Linked DNA regions of Mus musculus: all the other regions are linked to region 3. The links are chromatin contacts, called in public HiChIP or PLAC-seq maps. All regions are on one chromosome and are shown on one strand. The core of a region is the stretch at or near the end of the contact, and the rest is flanking DNA. Distances in the headings are between cores, read along the strand shown.

Region 1 (3,057 bases), core at 190-2,689, 41 kb after region 3:
ACTGTTACAGAGGACACAGGCTCAGTTCCCAGCACCCACATGTGTTATATTAACCACCTGTGACTAGCTCCAGGAGATTTGAAACCCTCTCCTCACCTCTATTGGCTACTGCATGCATATGGTGAACACACATACACTGAGGAATACAACAAAAATATAAAATCAAATTTAAAGAAAAGGAAAATATATGTGGATGTATGTTAAGATGCAAGAGTTAAATGAAGAGTTTTGAGGCCCTTGGTTTTGGACCTTTGGACCTTTGCAATATTACAGAGGCTTTAGGGAGCTCCTCAGAGATGGAACACACATGCACAGGGCCCTGCATCCAACTCCAGCCACCGAGAGAGAAAAGGCAAAAATGGCAAATACGGGTGACAATTCTAGTTTCCAGACACAACATAACGATCAAGAATTGCAATATTTTAAAAAAGATCTATTTATTTATTATATGTAAGTGCACTGTAGCTGTCTTCAGACACACCAGAGGAGGGAGTCAGATCTCGTTACGGATGGTTGTGAGCCACCATGTGGTTGCTGGGATTTGAACTTAGGACCTTCGGAAGAGCAGTCGAGTGCTCTTACCCACTGAGCCATGTCACCAGCCCAAGAATTGCATTATTTTAAATAGAAATATTTGAAAGCCACTCTGTATGCCACCATCCCACACTTGGCTTCACTTAGGGAGAACAGCTCTGTAGAAAGTGAAGCGCAGCCCCAACACCAAGCTGGGGAGCATCCCCTAGGGTGATGTTAATGCTAGGGAGAAGTTAAGGGGACAGGGATGGAACAGAAGGGGAAGGACATTAACTTCCGACAGGTCCCCCAAAGGCAGGGAACCTTGGGACACACCTATTCTGACTTCTCTCAATGGAAACTTAAGAACCTAACTATCTAGAGACATCTGGGTACTTTTGGTCATGGCATGAATCACAATAATAGTAAAGTCATACACAATGTTCTGGGCCCTGCATCGATGCTGGTATAGTCAGGCATGGTCCTGTAGTAGGTCAACACTTCCATGTCACCCTTCACTTCTTCTTCCTGAAAATGTGTCAGTCAGCTTAGAAAACCCATCCCAGAGCAATAGCTCATGATCTAATTTGTCATCTGATAGTCCCAGAGGTGTGGAATGGGGTCCCAAGCTCTCTGGGTCTTATCCATCTGTAAAACTAAGGAGGGTTGTTGTTGGGTTTTTTTGCTGTTGTTTGTTTTTGTTTGTTTTGTTTGTTTGTTTGTTTGTTTGTTTTCAACACAGGGTTTTTCTGTGTAGTCCTGGCTGTCCTGAAACTCGCTCTGTAGACCAGGCTGGCCTTGAACTCAGAAATCTGCCTGCCTCTGCCTCCCAAGTGCTGGGATTAAAGGCGTGTACCACCACCTCCCAGCTAAAGCTACCTTTTGTTCCAGTCTGTGTGACCTACACGGATGGCCTGGAAAGTAGTGTTGTTTTTCACGTGCTGCGGATGTGTGCAAGAGAGGAATGTGGCTGGAATTAACCCTGAATGAGCTCATCCTGGGGAAGTCAGATGTTTCTTTACCTAACTACTAGGTCTGTTAACCTTAGGAGCCCTGAACTGTAGACCTATGGGTTAGAAGCCACATATTCCCCCTGGGTCCTTGAGGACAGGAAGCTAGTGAGCTGAAGGCTATAATGAGAACTTGCTACAGGGGGGTGGGGGTGGGGAATCTGTAGAAAGCTCAGTGGACGTCACCATGCCACCTGGCAGGCTGCCTGCCCTTTAACCCCATCTATCATAGCTTATCTGAAACAGAAGAAATTATACCTGTCGTTTCTGGATTATTTTGGAATTCATTTACACTGAAATAGCATATCCTGTGGAATTAGAATGAAAATGGTCCCAACTGGCTATTTGCATGCTTAGTCCCCAATTGGTGAACTATTTGGGAAGGTTTAGGAAGTGTGACCTTGTTGGAGGAAATGTGTCACTGGAGGTGGGTTTTAAGGTTTCAAAAGTTCATGCATGCCAGGTCCAATCTCTCTCTCTCTTTCTCTCTCTCTCTCCCTCCTTCTCTCCCTCCTTCCCCCCTTTCTGTGCCTGCTGCCTGTGGATCAGGATATAAAGCTCTGAGCTATTGCTCCAACACTGCCTGTATGCTTCTTGCCATGATAATGAACTAAGCTCTGAAACTGTAAGCAAGCTCCCATTTCAATGCTTTCTTTTATAAGACTTGCCTTGCCATGGGGTGTCTTCACAGCAATAGAACAGTGAGTAAGACACACCTCTATCCCATGGAGGCTGTCCACTCACAAGTCACTTGGTCTTAGGGGTTCACCATCAATCTGTCTGAAATAGTCCCTGAACTGTGTTGGGACTGATGTTTGCTCTACCCAGTCTTTCTAACCCTTCCTCTCTCGGGGCCCAGCCCCAAAGCATGCTGGGAGGTCTTCCTGCCCACTCTTCCCTCCTTCCCTGGATCCATCAACTGTACTCCTGTCAATAGAGCTCTTGGGTTTGTGGTTTCTTCGTTTGGTTGGTTGGTTTGGTTTGATTATTTTTTAATTACACCAATGAGGCACACAGGACATGTGTATCATTGTGTGGAGGTAAGAAGGCACATTAGTTGGCTCTCTCCTCCCACTATGGTGGAACTCTGGTTACCAGGCTTGGCAGCAAGTGCTTTTAACCACTGAGCCATCTCACTAGTTCCCTTGGTTTGGATTTTTGAGACAAGGTAGCATTATACAATCCAGGCTGGCTTCAAACTCAGGATACTTCTGCCTCAGCCTCCTCTAGTCCTGGAGTTAGAGGAGTGTAACACCATGCCTAGTTCAAAACTAAACTTACTGTTTATTAATTTTTTTCCTATTTGCAAAACATTTTATGAGGGTATCATGTGCAGGTTTAGTACTCATAGAGGCCCAAAGAGGGTGTCAGATTCCCTGGAACTGGAGTTACAAATAAAAATGAGCTGCCATGTGGGTGATGGGAACCAAATCTCACACCTCTGGAAGAACAACAAGTGCTCTTTAACCACTGAGCCATCTCTCCAGCCCATTTATTAGTTTTGACTTTTAAAAGGCCCAGCTCAGGCCCCTTT
Region 2 (3,250 bases), core at 692-3,191, 39 kb before region 3:
GCCGCTAGCTGGGCCTCAGGCTAGGCCCGCCTTAAGCTAGCCCCACCTCAGGCTAGGCCCGCCTCAGGCTAGCTCAGGCTTCCTCACTCCTGTTTGCTTTCACAGTGGCAAATGGATCAGGAAAGCAAGGCCAGTACAGGTGATGTTCATGCTGCATGGCATCGTGCTTGCCATAGTGCCACACTGGCTGAAGCAGGTCACGGGCCACCAGACTAGACTCTCCAGACTGAGGACAGAGCAGGCTAGACAGGCACGGAGCCAGAGAAGGGGAGGAGTATGGCTGTTGGGTGAAAATGCAGTAAGGATGGTGCTCTGCCCACTGTCACTATGAGCAAGGAGCGAGCAGAGACGAGGAAATGTTTCCTATCCCTAGCCAGACACGGGCATGATCACAAGGCATAGTGGTAATTAATCCCTCTGTGTGTACAAGATCATCATCATCATCATCATCGTGGCAGCACTAGCAGTGGAACCTAGGGCCTCTCAGGTGCTGGGCAATCACTCTCCCACCAGCTCTACCTTAGACTTTATTGTTGGTGTTTTGTTTTATTTTGTTTTGTTTTTATACAAGGTCTTGCTAAGTTGCCCAGGCTGGCCTTGAACTCCCTCTATAGCACAGACAGATCTTGAACATGGGATTCTTCCTGCCTCATTATCTAAATAGCTGGGCTTGTAGGCCGGCACCACGGGCCCAGCTTAGAACTGAACCATTAGTACTAACTTTCATAGTAGACATATGGCTTTTTCTCACTTAATGTTATTAAGTTTCTAAAATGAATTTTTCTGACTCGAATTCCATCTCTGCAGTGGCTCCCAATATTATTTCAAAGATTTATTGTCAGAAGAGACAGTTTATTACATATATTTATTGACTAAAAATTAAATGCAAAAATAAATGTTAGGGTAGGGGCAGATGCAGAGACCCACAGCCAAACATTAGACGGAGCTTAGGGAATCCTAGTGAGAAAGGGAGGAGGAATTGTAGGAGCCAGGGAGGTTGAAGAAACCACGAGAACGTGGCCCACAGAATCAACTAAGCAGAGCTCACAGGGCCTCCCAGGGGCCTATGTAGGTCTGACCTGTCCGTATGTGTCATGGTTGTGTACTTGACATTCTCATGGGACTCCTAACAGTGCAAGCAGGGGCTGTGTCTCTCTGGGATGCTGGGCTTCTGAGCTTCTCTTGGGTTTTTGTCCTAAGCAAAGCCAGTGTGACAGCGGACGTGAAGATGACTCAGAACCTCCCAGACCTGTGAACCTCCGTCAGCAGGACTTTCTTTCTGCCTCCATACTCCCTTGCCGTCAGCTGATCACTTTTGTCCAGATCACTGTACCCTGTGCTGTTCTGATGGCCACTGCTGTGGAGAAACTGGAAAAGAGACAGCACTGTGTCAGGACAGAGGGTGGGGTGGGGATGTTTGGGGTTTGATTTGGCACTTCTGGCACTCCCCTGCCGGAGCTCTTGTAGGAAGTTTGGGGAAAGCATGCAGAGGCACAGAAGGAAATGCCTTGCACACGGTCCTATGGACCCGTCAGGGAAGGAAACTACAACATTCACAAAATTAAACTTTCCTCACTCAGGCTGAATGGAGAGAAGAAGTGAAGAAACATTTTGAGAAAATCAAAAGTGAAGGGACCTGTATACACCGATTAGATGAAGAACTGATTCGCCGGCGCAGGGAGGAGCTCAGGTCAGCTGACCCCGCCCCTCTTCTCACCCCAGTGCTCTGGTCAGCTGACCCCGCCCCTCTTCTCACCCCAGTGCTCAGGTCAGCTGACCCCGCCCCTCTTCTCACCCCAGTGCTCAGGTCAGCTGACCCCGCCCCTCTTCTCACCCCAGTGCTCAGGTCAGCTGACCCCGCCCCTCTTCTCACCCCAGTGCTCAGGTCAGCTGACCCCGCCCCTCTTCTCACCCCAGTGCTCAGGTCAGCTGACCCCGCCCCTCTTCTCACCCTAAGGTTCAGACATGAGCAGGAACACTGGTGAATCGCCACTTCCTTCTCCCTCATCTTTCCCCTAGCTTTCTCAGTTGCTCAGATTTGGCCTTCCCGGGGAGTCTGAAAAGGCTGATCTCAAAGAAGCAGAGACTAGGATGGTGCTTGCTGTAGACTGGGAGGTTGTGCAGAGGGATGGGCGGGGGAGGGGGGAGAAGCTGACTAATGGATGCTGTTATAATTAGAAGAAAGTTCTTCAATTCTCGTCACGACAGGTAAAGATAATAGCTTAATAGCTCACCTCGCTTCCTCCCTCACTCGGAGTCGTTTGTTTGCTTATTTGAGGCAAGGTCTCTCTGTGTGGTCCTTGCTAGCTTGGGTCTTAGTATGTAGATTATGCTGCTAGAAATCACTGGAGCCTGCCTTCCTCTGCCTCCTGGATACGAGGATTGTAGGCCCGAGCCACCACACTTAAACTTTGGGATTTCTTTTTTTCTTCTTCTTTTTTAATTTTGAATTAAAGAAGCTTAGAAGAACGGATTTGGAATATTTCCAGCATAAAGAAATGATCATTGTTGGAGGAGACTACCATGGTTACCCTGATTTTTTCCCACTTTTATTATTTTAAATTATATTTGAGTCTGTGTATGACCACATGAGTGTGGACGCCCACAGAGGCCAGGCGTATCACATGTCCTGGAGCACAGGTGGTTGTAAGCCACCTGATGGGGTGCTGGGATCTGAACTCCGGTCCTCTGGAAGAGCATTTATCCAGTACATGCATTTATCTGCTGAACCATCTCTCCAGTCCCTGATTGGAACACTGTACAACAAATACATATATCAGAATATCACTTGGTACCTTGTAAATACATACAACTTTCGTGTGAGTTAAAAAAAAATGATTAACAACAACAACAACAACAAAAACGATTAACAAAAGCCGGGCATGGTGGCGCACTCCTTTAATCCCAGCGCTCGGGAGGCAGAGGCAGGCGGATTTCTGAGTTCGAGGCCAGCCTGGTCTACAAAGTGAGTTCCAGGACAGCCAGGGCTATACAGAGAAACCCTGTCTCAAAAAAACAAAAAACAAAAAACAAAAAAACAAAAGAAAAAAATAAAAAGATTAACATATGAACAACAGAAGCTTACCCTGTAGTTAGCAATGGTTCAGTGACAAGGTCTTGCCACAGGAGTATGAGGAACTGAATTCGAATTCCCAGATCCCATTCAAAGCAGGCCATGGCAGCTGTGACCCAAGAGCTCCTGGGGCAAGATGGGAGGCAGTGACAGGAGGCTCCCAGAAGCTTCTGAGTC
Region 3 (3,275 bases), core at 67-2,566:
ACAGGTCATCTGGCCACCAGACATTGAAAGAACTCAAGATGACAGCTGACCCAAGATAAAACAACAGAGGCAGACAGGAGAGCCCTGGAGTGGGAACAAGTGCCCTGGGCTGGCACCCTCACTCTACAGTGTTCCTGTTGTGTGACCTTGGAGTGACCACGGGTCTTGTTTTCCTTGCCTAAAAAGGGTCTGGTGCTGGATAACCACTACACACCCTCTTCACTTATTTAGGGGTTTTAAGATGGAACCCCACAGCCTCCACCATGCTGAGAGCATCGGCTCCAGCACTGACTTGCATCCTCGGTCTCTTTTTATCTTGTCCGAAGACACAAGTATATTCATCTCCAGGCAACTGCATATCATCATGAATTGCCGTCCTTTCTAGGAGACCCTCTCCCAAGCAAACACACAACTATTTAGACAGCATGTTACCCAGATGTACTAGGCAAAAAACAACAATTTCATCACTTTAAAAGAATCCCCGTGGACACATACCTCCCATCATAATAAATACAGCTTTCTTGATAACATGGCTGGAGGCCAACCCTTTCCGAGAGCCTCCCTCTTCACCCTGCGCTAGGCCTGGTACACCGTGGATCCCGTCCAAAGGTCACAGAACAAAGACTACCCTGCCTCTGCCATCTCAACAGTTCTTTGCTCCAGCAGAGATAAACTATGAGCAAGCCCCTCCTAGTTCTCATGAGTACCTCTGACATCCACAAGAGAGTTTTTTCAGCTCCACAAAAAGACAATGGTAACTGAAAACAACTCGAATGCAGTTAACGCCTCTTGGTAATGCGGCAACGTGCCAGACACACTCTATGCACTTTCAAAGTAATAAGCAGCAGTCGGAAACCCGACCGACAAGCCTTCTGCCTCGCCCAGCTGTCATGGGAAGCAGAGACAGGCAGGAAGAGGGCAAACTGGATCATAGCCTCGTCACTCCAAGTCCGGGCTGCACCTCTGAAGACTGGCTGCTGTGGTAATTGGGTTGAGGAAGGAGAGCCACGGTAGCCGAGATGGCTGGGGCTGGAAGGCGACCGCGTGTGCAGAGAAGTGCAAGGGCCCCCGAGGCATCACTGCCAACCCTCCGACCTCCTCCCAGGCCACCGCCCGGTGTCCTCCCTCTCACCGGCCTTCGGGCTCCCCGGCCGCCGCCAGCCTCGGCCCCAAGGGCAGCCGCGTGGAGAGCAGGTATAATGCGAAGGTGCAGCCTCCGAATACGAGGAGCAAGCCGAGCAGCGCGCGCATGCCGCGGCCTGGCCGGAGAGCGCGCTCCCCCCGTGGCAACGCAGAGCCCTCCCCGTGCGCCGACTGGGCGGGCGGAGCGCGTTCTTGGACGGGCAGGGCGTGGCCCTCGCAAAGCTCCGCCCTCGGCCCGCCGCAGGCCCCGCCCCCGCCAGGGACTGATCGCTCTAGTCTAAAGTGCTCCTGCTGGCTCTACACTGAACACCTCCAACGCCTTCCCTGTGACAGAGCTGGGAGATCTGGGGCTGAGTTGTGAGCCTGCCACAACCTAGCTTGCAGCATGGCGGTCAGTCTTGTCCACAGTCTGTCCCACAAAGCAAATGAAGCCAACAAATGTGAGACTGACACCGATGGTTGTGGAAAGAAGGTAATGACCACCACAGAAATAAACAGACATGCCTTCTATTCAGTACCTGAAGTGTGCTCATTATCCCCAGTACTCATAAACACATTTCAGTGTGCCTCAACGGATGAAAACGCTTACTGCCATAACTCTTGTGTAGGAGCTAGCGTGCACACACTAGCTGTAACACACATCTGAGTCTTAGAAAGAGTCTGTGGTGCTAGACATGGTGTTCATGTGACTGACCCCAGCACTTGAAGAGAAGGAAGGCCCAGGGTTCAGTCATCTTTAAATACTAAGCAAAAATTCAGAAAGGGGCAGGGTAGCCGGGTAGTGAGAATGACATCTCTCAAAAAGAAAACCCAGATTCAAAACTCCAAAACTAGTGTGGTCCTTGCACTGTGTGGAGTCTGAAAGAGGTGAGCACTGCGTTTACTCTCTGGATGAGCAAGCAGAGGGGCAAGTGAGATGGCCCTAAGTAAGGCAACCTTCAGGGAAGCCGAAGGTTTGGGAGAAATGAATGGCTATTGTCCACTTGGAGAGTGCTAGAAGATAGTTTGGGCAAGGGACCCCAGGAAACTGTGGGGAGATGAGCCTGGCAGCATTCAGTAAGAACCATTCTGCTAGGCAGACATCGTGTTGTGTGTTTGCAGTCCCAGCACATGGAACCCTGAGGCAGAATGGAGACTGAAGACAGCCTGGGGTTACAGTGACAAACTGTCTTCAAAAAACAGGGAGGAGGAGAAAAGGAGGGACAGTGTCCGTTCTCCTTTGAGAATGTCAGAGCAAGTGGTTAGAGTAGGCTCCAAGTTAACAGTAAATACCTCAGGTTGCGGGGAGGGAGGGACGGAAAGGACCACGGCAGTGGGAACAGGGCAAAAGGGACAGGCTGCACAGTGGGGATGAGAAGTGACAGCACATAGGACCGACCCATTGGGTGAGTTCTTCAGAGTCAAAAGGCATGAAGCACTTCAGAGCACTTCTTTGGTTCAAACAGGGAGCATGCATCAAAGACCTAGCAAGTTGACATCCAAGAACTGAACCCACAAATATGCTTGGCCTTGTTTTGATATCAAGGGACTGGGAGCAACCCAAATGTCGATCATCTCAGGACTCGGAGGTTAAGGGGCAGTTTTACATATTCTGAGCTGGTATCGTGTCGTGGTTTGAGTAGAAGGGCCCCCATAGATAGGAACTAAGATTCAGTTATGGCACGGAGAGCAGGGAGACTAAGAGTCAAACAAGTTTCAAAATTAAGAATGTACTGTGAGAGCCGGGAAGAAGGGGTGGGGTGGCGGATAGTGCACGCCTTCAATCTCAACACTCAGGAGGCAGAGGCAGGCAGATCTCTGATTTCAATGCCAGACTAATCTACAGAGTGAGTTCCAGGACAGTCAGGGCCACAAGAGAAATCCTGTCTCAAAAAAACAAAACAAAACAGAACAGAACTGAACTGAACAAGCAGAATGTACTATGAGTTGTTATGAGAAGGATAAGGGGGCATGTTTTACCTTTTTACAATACTGAAGTAAAGGCAGGCAAGGCATAGTGGCAACTTGAGAGCCTAGGCAGGTGGTTCACAAATTCAAGGCCAGCCTGGGACAAAACACATTGAGACCCTGTCTTAGTTACTGGTCTATTGCTGTCACAAGATACCATGACCAAGGCAACTATAAAAATCATT

Evidence for each region. HiChIP or PLAC-seq counts read pairs in DNA pulled down with a chosen protein or histone mark.
Region 1: an H3K27ac HiChIP or PLAC-seq map of embryonic stem cells shows a contact between it and region 3, with 8 read pairs. The contact joins the enhancer-like site here to the promoter of Tmem41a in region 3. A contact is called at or near these places in 7 of 39 promoter capture datasets (the 3T3-L1 cell line, HPC-7-derived erythroid cells, hematopoietic stem and progenitor cells and 4 more), 9 of 484 Hi-C or Micro-C datasets (the N1E-115 cell line, Th1 cells, cerebral cortex and 6 more), 12 of 115 datasets of contacts at active chromatin or transcription factors (the SCID.adh cell line, double positive thymocytes, embryonic fibroblasts and 7 more) and 3 of 9 other capture datasets (adipose tissue, liver and pancreatic islet).
Region 2: a contact with region 3 is called in an H3K27ac HiChIP or PLAC-seq map of embryonic stem cells, with 33 read pairs. The contact joins the enhancer-like site here to the promoter of Tmem41a in region 3. A contact is called at or near these places in 1 of 39 promoter capture datasets (neural stem cells), 1 of 15 datasets of contacts at CTCF or cohesin (the NIH/3T3 cell line), 2 of 484 Hi-C or Micro-C datasets (embryonic stem cells and nephron progenitors), 7 of 115 datasets of contacts at active chromatin or transcription factors (the HPC-7 cell line, the SCID.adh cell line, embryonic stem cells and 2 more) and 2 of 9 other capture datasets (adipose tissue and pancreatic islet).

What each region holds. Positions count from the first base shown.
Region 1 is chr16:21,986,667-21,989,723 of GRCm38.p6, forward strand. The region is part of intron 1 of Liph (lipase, member H); the gene reads right to left. Among named protein-coding and RNA genes, the nearest start is that of Liph, 7.3 kb to the right of the region's middle. Within about 2 kb of position 1,440, at least 13 of the 459 cell types and tissues checked have an H3K27ac peak or open chromatin away from gene starts, as enhancers often do. A contact at or near this core is called in embryonic stem cells and trophoblast stem cells, where this site is marked.
Region 2 is chr16:21,907,085-21,910,334 of GRCm38.p6, forward strand. Map3k13 (mitogen-activated protein kinase kinase kinase 13) reads left to right here. Exons shown (of 13, transcript NM_172821.3): 7 at 1,581-1,690. Among named protein-coding and RNA genes, the nearest start is that of Map3k13, 17 kb to the left of the region's middle. Within about 2 kb of position 1,942, at least 37 of the 459 cell types and tissues checked have an H3K27ac peak or open chromatin away from gene starts, as enhancers often do. A contact at or near this core is called in embryonic stem cells and epiblast stem cells, where this site is marked.
Region 3 is chr16:21,946,236-21,949,510 of GRCm38.p6, forward strand. It overlaps Tmem41a (transmembrane protein 41a), which reads right to left and starts at 1,317. Exons shown (of 5, transcript NM_025693.4): 1 at 1,133-1,317. The coding sequence starts at 1,251.